Regions from separate parts of the Arachis hypogaea genome. Here region 2 is linked to region 1. Evidence: chromatin contacts called from public Hi-C data. All regions are on one chromosome and are shown on one strand. The core of a region is the stretch at or near the end of the contact, and the rest is flanking DNA. Distances in the headings are between cores, read along the strand shown.

Evidence for each region. Hi-C and Micro-C count contacts between places; a contact is called where the count stands out from the background.
Region 2: a Hi-C map of an unstated tissue shows a contact between it and region 1, with 2.7 times the contacts expected there. The contact joins the promoter of LOC112755031 here to the enhancer-like site in region 1. A contact is called at or near these places in 2 of 8 Hi-C or Micro-C datasets (leaf and an unstated tissue).

What each region holds. Positions count from the first base shown.
Region 1 is chr16:130,776,542-130,783,537 of arahy.Tifrunner.gnm2.J5K5, forward strand. No RefSeq gene overlaps it. Among protein-coding and RNA genes, the nearest start is that of LOC112755030, 7.0 kb to the left of the region's middle. Within about 2 kb of position 3,225, at least 2 of the 3 cell types and tissues checked have open chromatin away from gene starts, as enhancers often do.
Region 2 is chr16:130,957,282-130,964,277 of arahy.Tifrunner.gnm2.J5K5, forward strand. It overlaps LOC112755031 (protein AUXIN SIGNALING F-BOX 2), which reads left to right and starts at 3,559. Exons shown (of 3, transcript XM_025802909.3): 1 at 3,559-5,157; 2 at 5,626-6,121; 3 at 6,208-6,996. The coding sequence starts at 4,706. The coding sequence ends at 6,975.

The sequences.
Region 1 (6,996 bases), core at 1,975-4,474:
CCTTAATATAGTTGACCATACACGGCATTGTATTTCTAGCTGGGAATTAGAATGCATGTATAGAAGTGTTTGCAAACGCCCAAATTGCCTTCAAATAGGAAGCTGGAATGAAATTGTTACAATTTCTACAGCAATAATCCCTTTTAACTTGTTATTTGAAAAAATAGAGCACTACTTTGGTGTGAAACCAAAAGGTGTGTCAAAGTGACAAATTGGATTCAGTTATCGATAACGAAAAATGGTTGGTTGTAATAATAGTAGATTAATAGTTAAATACCATATATATAGTAGTAGAATGAGTCTCAGCAAGTTTTACCTTAGGGTTGGTGGGTTCGAAACCTAGGGAGTTTTCTGGGGTTTTAAGCTTCTCTGAATCCCAATTTATTCTTTGTGAGATAACCATAAAAAAATAGATGAAATTATAAATTTCTTGGCTAGTAAATCAAGATGAGATTCAAATAAATCCTCTACGTAACTGTCCAGATAAAAAGCCAGTTGAGAGTTGATATTGCAAGTATTCGTCATGGATTAGTATCATAAGAGTTAACTAAAAACTTGGTATATGAAAATTTTAGACGCTAACAAATAAAATTCTGGAAGATGTTATTGACAATTTAAAAAAAAGATGATTAATTTTGACAAAAATGATAAATCGTCAATTGAGTAAATAGAAGTTGACATTAAATATTGATGTGACAATTAGTAATTATTATAATAATTACAAAAGTTATTTATACTTTTAATTTTTTTAATATAAAAACATTCCAAATTTTTTTTAAAGAAAAAACCTTGATTCCTTTCTCTAAAACTCTCTTCATCATCATCCACCAATATTTTTTTCTTTTTTTTTTTCCAATCTCCTCACATCTCCAGTCTCCTGTGCTAAGTGTCTTTTTCTCCTTCACTTACAACCTTCAAATCAAATATGTCCATCCTCCTCATTTCCCTTTGTCGCCGTTGCCAACACCTTCCTCTTCTAACCAACTCTTTAACCATCGCCTTCCATCTTCGATCCCGTCCACGCCATCTTTTTCGACGTCAACACTAGCTGTTGTCGAATTCTCTGTCTCTCAACCGGTTGAATTTGAATTTGTTGTTGTAAGTGAAAGAGGAGGAGGTAGATGGTTAAGGGGATTGGGGGTGTGAGGAGATTGGAGATGAAGAGATTGGTAGATGATGATGAAGAGATGAGAATTTTAGAAAGAGTTAAATACTAAATCTATATCCGAAAGATTCTGCCACTAACAAAATGGTACATGACTTTTATTATTGACAAAATAGTCCTTAAAAGATTTTAAAATTTGACAAGCGTGTCTCCGAATTCGCCGGAGCAAATCTCCGGCAAGCACAATGTTGATGTGGCCACCGTATTTTGGTGACCTGGCAAACCACCCTCAAAGCCCCCTCCCCAATACACACTCCCCCTTCCCTCCCTCCCCATCGCAGTCCCCCCCCCCTCCCCCTTCCCCAACACACACTCCCCCTTCCTCTCCCTCCCCATTGCAACCCTCCGCCACCACAACTTCCACAAGTACCTAAAACCTAGTGCCCTGGTCTGAATCCGCGATTTGCGCATCATCAGCGCCAGATCTCACTGGATCGGCTCCTTCTTCCAGATCCCTCTCTGTCACACTTCTCCTCTTTCCTCTCGTTGCATACGCCGTAGGACGCGGTCGCCGCTCAGCCTCAGGCCAACGTTGTCGCTTCCGCTAACGGTTTTTCGTTCTTCGTTGCCAGGATCTATGGACCTCACTGTCTAATTGAAAACATTGCTTCGTTTATGATTTTCGTTGCCAGACCTTGTTGTGGCTACGATGGTGGTGACGGTGGTCCTTGATTGTTGAGGTTGTTATTGATGTTGAAGTTGTTGTTGCTGCGAGTGGTGGTGTTGAGGGAGGGAGGGGGAGTGTGCGTTAGGGAAGGGGTTGTGATGGGGCGGGGGCTACGATGGGGGAAAAGTGTGTGTTGGGGATGGGGGCTGTGACGGGGAGGGAGTGTGTGTTGAGGAGGGGGATTTGGGGGGTGGTTTGCCAGGTCACCAAAATACGATGGCCACGTCAATATTGTGCTTGCCAAAGATTTGCTCTGGCGAGCTCGGGGATACGCATGTCAACTTTTAAATTCTTTTAGGGACTATTTTGCCAGTAACAAAAGTCAGGTACCATTTTGTCGGTGCCAAAATCTTTTGGGTACTGATTTTGTATCTACATCTTTTAGAAAAAGGAAATTATGATTTAAAAAAAAATAAAATTGGAATGCTTTTAAAATTATAAAAATTAGAAACATTAGTAACTTTTGTAATTATAATAATTGTTAATTGTCACGTCAGTATTTAACGTTAACATTAACTTCTATTAACTCAATTGACGACTGGTCATTTTCGTTAAAATTAATTATCTTTTAGGGATTTTTTAAGTTATAATAATGCATTTTCAATTTTTTTAAGCTATGATGAATTATATCTATATATATAGAATAAATTGCATGCTAAAAAAATTATATATTATTCGTACATATCTACCTTATTTTCGTGTCATAATGATGTTCATAGTTTTTTTTCCTTTTTGTGGAACTTAAGAAGAGTGGTTTCTAAAAACTCCTTGTTTTTTTTGCACTAGGATATTCACCCGACGAATTCTTTGGATATTACAGAAGTATAAAATGGGCGACTTTTCTTAATGAACAAATTTCATTATCATCCCTGGGTTTTTAGGTTCCGTTTTAACTACCAAAAAAAAAAAATTAATTACCATTCTCTAAAAAAAATTAAACGGAAGAAAGATAGTTAAGACTTAAGAGACACAGACTTTTATCTGTGTTAACTTCTAATGTGACTCCTTTATTTTTAATGATACAATTTTGAGTATGTGTATTTTTTTGTGTTTTTTTTTTTGGAGTGGAGGAAACAAGTACAACATAAGAGCAAGTCTACTATTTTTATTGAGTAATGATTGGAAGTTTCAATTCCTTTTTGGAATTATCTCTGATATTTAAATGAATAAAATTTAGATATCTATGTTATTTTTTAAAAACATTAAAATAATAAAAAAATAAAATTTATTTATTAAAAACTTAAAAGAATAATTAGAATAAATTAAGTCTTTCAGTCATTTTTAATTATTTTTTAAGAAGATAAAACAAACATGTCACTCAGCACAATTTAGAAAGGTTTATGGACTAGCTGATGATGGGCTATGTAGCAAGTTGCAACCTCATTTTGTTGGTTTTTGGTTTTCTTATTAAACGTCACACCATGCTTTAATAATTCTAGATCGAGACATTTTGGAAGGATAACAATACGTTAAAAGCCCCAACAAATTTTGCAACATTGATTCGTACATATTAATATCAGTATACAATATATTTGAACAATAATTGAAACAACCCCCCCCCCCTCCCCTCCAAAAATGAACAACCATAAGTAACTTTTTTGAACTTTTAACTTATGAAAAGTAATACTATTAAGGTTTGGTATATTTTTCAAAATCAAATTGCAGTTTTCTAAAAAGTTATTTAAAACTTATAAAAAAATAAATTTTTTTTTATCAAATAAACACTTTTAAAACTAAAAATTCAAATACAAAATAATTTATTTATAAATTATTTTTAATATAATTATTTATTAATTAATCTATTTTTTCAAAAGTAAATTAAATTATTTATCGAAACTCAGTGTAAGACCACAAGGAACAATTTCACGCTTAGTTCATTTAAACTGCCGATCACACTGACACTTATCTGATTGCAGTATAGGTTCTTCACAAGAATTTTGTTCTTATAATTTTGGAAAAATTTTAAGTATATCGGAAAATACCGATGTTTCAGTTGTTTTAACCGTTGATTTCAATTAATATATATTATATATATTTTTTATAATTCAAATCAATGGTTAAAACAACTAAACACCGGTATTTTCGATACACTTAAAACTCTTCCTATCATTTTTATAATTATAAGGTGCCCTTTTCCATAAAGGGTCTAAAGTTGCTTGCCACTAAACACTTATATTCTACACTTTGTCTTGTGCCTACACAAATTTGGTTTAATATGTGACCCATTTCCTCTCGAAATTGGATTTTCATGGTCTGTTTTTTATTTTTGTTAGTACTTGGCAGGCACCAGATTTACTCTTCTCATTTTGGTCGCGTAATTTGTTCTGTAAACAGTGTCTGGTGCAGTTGAATGGCTCTTTGAGGTTGGCCTACCCTACCCTTGTTACTTAAAGGGGGTTAATGGTTAAAGCAAAGTTTTTAACCCTCAAAAGCCCATTTGATATAGGCCTTTGTGTGGACCCAAAGTATCTTTCTATCTGTTTGATATTCGATGTTTGACCATGAGATTGTGAAACATCGTACAGTCAAAAATTCAAATGGGAAATTCTTAAGCTCCGCTAGGTTACAAAGCACTGAAAAACAAATGGGAGACATGTCCTTAGGCTTTTCCAAAAAGAATTGTTCTACTGTTCCTGTACTCGTCTTCTTCTTTCTTTTTTTCAACCGTCAAAAACTCAAAATGGTACAAAAAACTTTTCCTTATTTACTAAAATAACGCCAAAAATTATGACCAATAATTTTTTAAAAAATTTGAAAATATTACAAAAAAAGATAAATTCTATAAATTACAAATGATTTTGTTTTGACAAAACGTTTAAGCATATTATCCACATTTTTGTGAAAATATTTGAATAATTATTTAGGAGATGCATGCTAAAAATCAAAACAAAATTCTATCTCTAAATCTCTCTATTATTGTTTTTAAAAAATTTTGATAATTCACAAAAAAAATCACAAAAACTTCACTTGAGATGAAATCATTAAAATTTAAAGATAAAAAAATTTATTTTTTTACTTATATTTATAAAAAATCGTATCAAAACTTAATTTCTAAATTTAAAAAATATTTAATATCTAATTTAGATCTCCAAAACTTATTTACTCTTCGTATCTTTTAGAAATACTTTGGTTAGCAGTACAAAATTTTGGTTCTATTTTAATAATTTATCCTTTTTCTTCCCTAATACATTGAGTTAATACATGTCTCTTAATTATTGAATATGATGCGACATCTACACTAATTCAATTTAACATTTTAAAAAGGTATAGTATACCAAAAAATAGGTACATATAATATTACCCTCTTAAAATTGAAGGGCTATTTAGAGATGAATTTATTCAGTTCATATATTAAACTAGATATCTCCATTCATCTCCTTAAGAAAGAAATTAAGAGATAGTAATATATTCTACGAGAGAAAACTATTATTAAAATTGACATTCTCATAATTAAAATGAATAAGAGACTGAATTTTAAGTTTTTTATTTTTTATTTTTTTTTCAAGCATGTTGAAATTCCTCAATGCTGAAATGAAAAGCGAAGCCAAAGATATCTCCAATGGTGGGTTTGGCTTTTGCGACAACTTTTCATTCTCTGTTTTTTATTTATTTTTATTTTTAATTTTTTTTTCTACAAAAATGGTTAAGTGGGTGACATCACTAGACCATTTGTGTGGTCCTCTGTACTCCCTCATCCTATCCATTCATTTCCCATCATAACCTTGCTTTACCTTTCAATGGTGTGAAAGATTTGAATTTTCTAAATTTTGAATTTTATTTTAGAAAATAAAGTATAATTTTTTATTATTTATTTTATAAATAAGACTAAAAAAATATAAAAAAATATTTAAAAGTAAGATATCACACTTTATTCTTTAAAATAAAAATTTAAAATTTAAATGATCCAAATTTATGTGTAAAAGAGTGCAGTGAAATAGTAAATAGAGATTAAAAGAGTGGAATGAAGTTTAAAAGAATAGCGCATCATTCTATCCTAAATGTGGCTCAATTTTTTGGAAATGGGGGGCATGTGTGTGCTTTGATCCGATATGGTTTAGGGGTGAAACAGACATATTTGTGGGACAGTTTTTTGTCAGTGTGGGCAGAAGGAAATCGGACCCTGCGTTTTCTTTGAATTTTAAATTTTTAGTAACAAATCGAAGGGTCCGATTTGTTTGGGTGAGAGATGAAAATTCGTATGCATGAAATCGGACCCAATGATATCACAAGGAAGAATTTTGCATGCAACTCGGAGGGTCCGAGTTCCACTCCAAGCAGATACAAACGCAAAGAAATCGGACCGTGGGTTTTGCTTCCACTCCAAGCAGATACAAACGCAAAGAAATCGGACCGTGGGTTTTGCTTGCTGTCCTCGAAGGGTCCGAGTTCCTACTACCCTGAACCCACATTTTTGTTAGATACCTCCCACCCCCATATCATTCTCATACACCAGCATGGGTCCAATATCAATATTAAAAAGCACCTAAATGTACTCCAAATTGAGAGCAACAAAAAATATGAATCTTTTTAAATAAAATATATGAAATCTATTATACCATTAACCTTTTTTTTGTTGACTTATATCATTAATCATTTCATTTCATTATTATATTATTAATCCAAACAATGAAAGTTTATTCTAATCTTCTAGGCTCCATATCATTTTGTTTACAAGGTTAAAAAATTATATTTGATTGAATATAATAAAATAATATATTTATATATTAGTGTGAGGTTCCTTATGCACCCGACAAGCAGAATTAAACTGGAATAGAGATTGGCGGAGGTGCAAAGAATTGTTCGAATAGCACAGCGGAAAAAAATATTCCACCAAGTGTAGTTAATGAGATCCACGTTAGTTTGGACGAGAGTGGTAAACATCATGTTGGCATATGTCTGATGAAGGGTGATGCAGTGCAAAATTCAGATTTAGAGGATGAAAATACAGTGGTGCAGAAAATTGGATTGGATGATGAAGGGGTTGTAAGGAACTTAGAAGATTCGGAGGACTCAGAGCAGGATGCAGACGGTGAAACTAATCAAGATGAACATGGAGGAAGTTGGGATAAAGATATGGCTGAAAATAGGACTGCTTGGGATCTGGCTGTCGAATCAGGAGTTGTTTTATATGACAAGGATGAGGACATTATGGCTATTCTCCTAG
Region 2 (6,996 bases), core at 2,309-4,808, 180 kb after region 1:
TGAATTTGAGTGTAAGTTTGCAAGAAAAAAGTCATATAGTGCAATGGGATGGAAGAGAAGACTTAACAAAGGTTCTTGACATGATTGTATAGTGGCAAGAAATAAAAATAGATGTGAGATCTTCCAACTATGCATAGATTTTCATCGTTTGGATCTACATCAATTCCTTCGTCTTTGGATATCTCAACGAATATTATTAGTGTCATCATCTACACAACTGAGCATAAAAAGAAATACACCACAAGATATCATAGGAGTGAGAATCGAAAAATGATTCCCAATAGAGATTAGTGTAATATTTCATATATAATTTATTCATGAATTAATATTTAGGTAGTCAATCATTACATATCATCAATCAATGATCTAATGCACATATCATATGCCTCCTTACATGCTTTGGCTATGCGCTCAAAAATCGATTTTTCAATCACTCAACAAACATTATCGGCAACCAATCTCGACCTTATCCTATCAATGAGGATGGCTATGAATGTACCGGTAGATAATCTCAATCCTGGCATTGTACTTTTAACTTGGGACAAGCCTATTTCATTCTATGCAATGTAACCATATGTATATGCAACCATGTATGGATACAAGTATCATTCATGATTTTAAACCATGGTTGATGAGGTTCTTAGTTAAACTCATGTTAAGTTTTATTGAAAAGATTCATTTTTAGTACATAATAGTGATGTTGTTGAAAAAGGGAGGATTAGTCCTTGTTGTAACATTGAGAATGAATCCTTACTGTTGAAATAATGAAAAGTAGTCCTCGAAATTTGTACTGGAATACTGAAAATCAATCTTTTTGTGTTAAATTTTCACAAAGTTTTTTTTGAGAGGATCAATTTGTATAGTAAATTGTAGGATCGATCCTCTTATGTAAAAATGCATTAAAATTCATATTTTGTCATCTTTTAGCCCATAAAGAACCTCGAATGCATAATGAGGTGTTATATCATACATTTGTTTAAACAACACCAAACATTAAATTTAGAAAAAAATAAATATACATTATAATTTACTGTTCTTATATATATGAACCACTTTGAAAACTCTTAACCATTAGTCTTTATGAATTTTCTTGGGTTATAAAATATCAAGTTGGACTCTCTTACACCTATCTCTCACTTAAGGGTTCATGAAAAGATAAACTAACTTATGGTTGCTAGTGTTAAAAGGGTGAAGAATGTGAGACTTTGGATGATTTGTTTATTTGAAATAAGCTCCTAAGTTGGTTAGTGAATGGTTATTGGCATTTAAAGGGATGATGGTATGAGTGATTAAGGTGTTGTATGAAGTGAGGAGATACTGTAACTAGGGTTATGTGTGTATATTGTGAAGGTTTTAGTGGAGATTGAGTAGAGAGATTATAATTTAGTGAAATGCATGAGTGAGGTGTTGCATGTATGAACATACTTGAAATTTTGAGTTGAAGGTGATATTGTTTAGACAAGAGGTGAGAATTGACTAGGTCACCAAGGTAAGATGTATATGAATAATGAATGGTAAAAGTGATAGTGGAGAGTTCAAGATCTTATTGTGATGAAGTGGTGGGTGCAAAAGGTGAAAAGGGTACTGTGCCATTGTTCCTCATATTTCTCTTCTCATAAGATCGATCTTTATGTTATTGTATAAAATTGGCTCTCCTTTTTTTTATTTGGTTGATACAAATAATGGAATAACAACTAAATTAACGAAAGATATAAGATATTTTTTTTACCTTGAGTCATTTTACTTGAATATGTGAAATTATGAAAAATTAACTCGTGAAGGAAAAAATATAAAATTCAAAAGAAAAAATAAAACAATCTAGATGTATAGAAAAAAAATATAGAAGAATACAATTTAAAATTAAAATATTAAAATTCGACCTTTCAATTTTTGTTTCAAAAAATTTAACAATTTAAAATTAAAACTATACCCTCCCATTTCTGGTTTCAGAAAATAAAAAATTAAAAATTAAAATGAGATCTTTTTTATTTCATTTTTTTAAATAGTCTTTCATATTTAAAAAAAACAAAAAAGACAATATATTTAAAATATCATGTTTCAAATCTATATTAAAATTTTTTAGCCTTCAATTGATGCTTAATATAATTAAATAAGCATATTACTAAGGTTTTAGGAGTATGTTCTCCTTTCACATAGGTTTGGGGAGAGTATAACATGAGCGACGGAAGAGTGACTGGTGAGAGCTAGGTGGAGTGTTTGAGAGAAGAACACAGTAAGATTTTACCAATCAAGGAGATTACCAGAGAGAGTGCAAAGAGGGTTGCTTCAGGTGACAAGAAAGACTTACGTAAGGGTAGTGCTAGAGTGACTAATAAGGTTTCGTTTTGTGATAAGGGGATGGGTCTTTTGAAATCTTGGGACTTGGTAGGGTTGATGTCTTGGATGGTGATACGATAGCAGTAGTCACGGAGAAACAAGGTGATCCAACACCTCTAAAGATTAGCTTTACTGAAGAAGTTAGGAACACTTTATTAGAACCTTACAAGAAGGCCATAGTGATTAGGGTTCTTGCGAAACACTTTAGTTATATGGCTTTGGTACATAAACTGAAAGGGGTATGGAGGCTTAAAGGTGGCTATAAAGTTTTGGATGTTGGGTTCAATTACTTTCTCTTCAAATTTGATCTCAGGAAAGATAGGGAGAAGGTTTTATTAGGGGTTCATGAATGATGTTAGGTCATTACATCACGGTTAAACTATGGTCTTCGGATTTTAAACCATGTGAGATCTTCTTTGGGAACACCATGGTTTGGATAAAAATTGCGAGATTGAATATATGATATTACCATGAAAAAGTGATTATGCATATTGCCTCCATTGTAAGTAAATCAGTCAAGGTAGACCTTGCAACCAAGTTGGTGGAGAGAGGCAAATTTGCTTAGACTTGTGTTCAAGTGAATTTGGGATAGCCTGTTGTTCGGAAAGTGGTTGTAGACGACTATGAATATAGCATGGAATATGAATGTTTACAATTGATATGTGAGAAGTGTAATTCTTTTGGACATGTCGCAGGTGAATGTAGCATGATCGTGGTTACCTCGGCATATGTGGATGACCAGATAGGGGCATTTAACACGGCGACGGATCATGAAAAATGTTCGTCAGACTAGGTTTAGCAATTTTTTCAATTTGAATCTATACCCATTAATTTTACGCCAGTTACGAATTCCACAGAGAAGATAAAGACAAGCATGTTGTATGGGAGAAAGGAAAGGATAGTTATGTTGAAAAAAAAAGAGGACTGAATTAAGATTTGTGACGAAAGAAGAAAAAAAGTGGGTCAAACCAAAAAATTTTTTCGGACATAAATGACCGAACAAAGATATTAATAAAAATTAACGAATATATTGTAAAATAAATAAAACTATTAACTCATAAAGCTATCAAATCATAGTATTAAAAACATATATTAAAGACAATAAATACCTAATAACAATTATATAAAAAAATATAAAAAGAAAAGGAAAATTAAGATTTTCGTAAGTTGTCTTCTGAACTGATATCCATATTGTTCAAATTAAGATCTTCGAATTTCATTAAATTGTGGTTTCTGCAAAAGGTAGGAACAATATTATTATCAAATTCATATTTCATATGATTACTTAAAAAAAATAACAAGTTTCATTTTCATACTAAGTTGGTTAAAGCCAAACACTAATTTTATTTAATTTTTAAATCTCTTTGTACTTGATTACTGCAAAGACATTGGCAGAAGGGGAGAGAGAAACAAGAAAGTAGTGAGGTGAGGTGAGGTGAGGTGAGGGGGGTTCACTTCGAAAGCAGTGACAAAGACACATGCATGTTCACGCACTCAACGGCCAAGATTCTCTCAAAATCCCATCATCAAAATCGACGCTTAACGTTTCATTCTAACCTCTGAGCCCAACCCTAAACCCTATCATAGTTAAGGAATTAGGATCAGGTAACCAACCATGGTTAAATAAATCAATCCACACTCAACCAATTGGGCTTTGAGCTAACCCTTCTCTCTCTTCTCTCTCTCTCTCTCTCTCTCTCTGACTTTGGGTTTCAGCTTTAACAAAGAAAGAAGCATGTGAGAGTGGCAGAAAGAGAAGAAAAGGGTTTCGTTTTTTTTCTTTCCGCTATTGAGGTGTGTTCCTCTCTGTAGTCTATAATGTAATTACGATCTGTGCAAAACAACCTTAGATTTTCTCAGATCTATCTATCTATCCATTTTATTTTTTTTTTAACCGATATCCTCGTCGTCATCATAACCATTTGATTCGGAAAAATTCTTCTTTTTCCTGTTTGTTTTTTTTTTCTTTTTTACCTTTCTTTCCATCATTTCCCGATTTTCTCTTACTCCAGTTGTGTTCTGTAGAGAAAACTTGTGTCTATTTTGGTTACCCTTCAAGCAGATCTATTCTGTGAAATGTAAAATTTTCAATTTTTATCGGTACCTTTTTTCTCTTCTGTAGATCTCTCATGATGTTCTATACTTAGAGATCTTGTTTTTCTCGCCATTGTTCATACCAAGGTCTGTTTTTTCCCCCTCAGGTTTCAGATCTTAGGTCCACCATGGTGTAGATTAAGTCGTTTGGGGTGTTTGTTTTGTTTTTCCTTTTTTACCCCTTCCCTTCGGAGAAGATGGAAACTTTCCCGGAAATTTTGGGGGGTTTGAGCTGCTAAGTTAAGAAAAGAGAAAAATTGGAAGAAAATAAGAGATGAATTATTTCCCAGACGAGGTAATAGAGCATATATTTGAGTATGTAGGTTCACACCGTGATAGGAACGCTTTATCTTTAGTGTGCAGGAGCTGGTACAGAATAGAGAGATGCACAAGAGAGAAAGTGTTCATTGGTAACTGCTACTCTATAACCCCTGAGAGGTTGATTCAGAGGTTCCCTTCTTTGAAGTCTCTGACTTTGAAGGGAAAGCCTCACTTTGCTGACTTCAGCTTGGTCCCTCATGGCTGGGGTGGATTTGTGTATCCATGGATTGAAGCACTTGCTAAGGGGAAGGTTGGGTTGGAGGAGCTTAGGTTGAAGAGAATGGTTGTCTCTGATGAGAGCCTTGAGCTTCTTTCTCGTGCTTTCCCTAATTTCAAGAGTCTTGTTCTTGTTAGCTGTGAAGAGTTCACTACTGATGGTCTTGCTGCTATAGCTGCAAATTGCAAGTAAGAAATGATTCTTCTTTTTAGGGTGAATATTTTTTTGATGATTGTGTTGTTTTTGTTTGGTTTTGATCTTGTGTTGCTTTTTGGTTTGTAACAAATTGATGGTTCTAGCTGGTTTGGTAGCTATAGTGTTTTAGTTTTGTTATGTATGAATATTTCTCAGTTGATAATTGATAATTTGGTTGTACTCTTTAAGAAAAAGTGGTTGAATGGCTTTGAAGTTTGAAGTGAACTTATTCACTTGTCATGTTTTACTGAGTACTACATTGATCTGTTTAAATTTGTTAAGTTATTAGTATTTTTTTTTGTCTTCTCTTTTAGGATAAGTTGTTTGCTGTGCAATTGTTGGGGTTATGGATGAACATGTTTAAGAAATCTATTTTGCTTATATACAATAGAAATGGAGGATGATAAAAGTGTGTTCTTGACTCTTCATTTTGTTTTTATTTTTTCGGGATTGCAATATAGGCGTCTTCGAGAACTTGACCTTCAAGAAAATGAAGTTGATGATCACAAGGGTCAGTGGCTTAGTTGCTTCCCCGACAGCTGCACGTCGCTTGTCTCTCTTAATTTTGCTTGCCTTAAAGGAGAGATTAATACTGGAGTGCTTGAGAGACTTGTTGCAAGATCTCCTAACCTTAAGAGCTTAAGATTAAACCGCTCTGTGCCCCTTGACGCACTCCAGAGGATAGTGGCGCGAGCCCCTCAGCTAGTAGATTTGGGAGTAGGGTCATTAGTCCATGATCCAGCTATGGAGACCTTCGCCAAGCTAATGACTACCATGAATAAGTGCAAGTCAATAACAAGCTTGTCGGGATTTTTGGAAGTTACTCCTCGCTGCCTCACAGCTATGTATCCTATTCTTCCGAAATTAACATCCTTAAACCTGAGCTATGCAGCAGGCATTCCAGGCAGTGATTTGATAAAATTGATTCGTCACTGCAAGAAACTTCAGCGCTTATGGGTAAACACATCAGGCTCAAAATCTTTTCCAATTATATGTATATTGTTTTGTTGGTGGATGCTGATAACTTTTATAATTGTGTGCAGATAATGGATTCCATTGGAGATAAAGGGCTAGGTGTTGTAGCTAACACATGTAAGGAATTGCAAGAATTGAGGGTTTTTCCTTCCGACAACATTGGTCAGCATGCGGCTGTCACAGAGAAGGGATTGGTTGCGATATCTATGGGCTGCCCGAAACTTCACTCATTGCTCTACTTCTGCCACCAGATGACAAATGCTGCCCTAATAACTGTGGCCAAGAACTGCCCGAATTTTATCCGCTTTAGGTTGGCCATCCTTGACGCAACAAAACCCGACCCCGACACAAATCAGCCACTGGATGAAGGTTTTGGGGCGATTGTGCAATCTTGCAGGCGTCTTAGGCGGCTTTCCCTCTCTGGCCAGCTGACTGATAAGGTATTCCTCTACATCGGAATGTATGCTGAGCAGCTTGAGATGTTGTCCATTGCCTTTGCCGGGGAGAGCGACAAGGGGATGCTCTATGTTCTGAACGGATGCAAGAAGCTCCGCAAGCTTGAGATCAGGGACTGCCCTTTCGGCAACACGGCACTTCTGACAGACGTAGGGAAGTATGAAACAATGCGATCCCTTTGGATGTCGTCGTGCGAAGTAACCGTTGGAGCATGCAAGGTGCTAGCAATGAAGATGCCGAGGCTAAATGTTGAGATCTTCAACGAGAATGAGCCAGCCGACTGCGAGCCGGATGATGTGCAGAAGGTGGAGAAGATGTACTTGTACCGGACATTGGCTGGGAAGAGGAAAGATGCACCGGAATATGTATGGACCCTTTAGGTGCATTTTTAGGTCAATTTT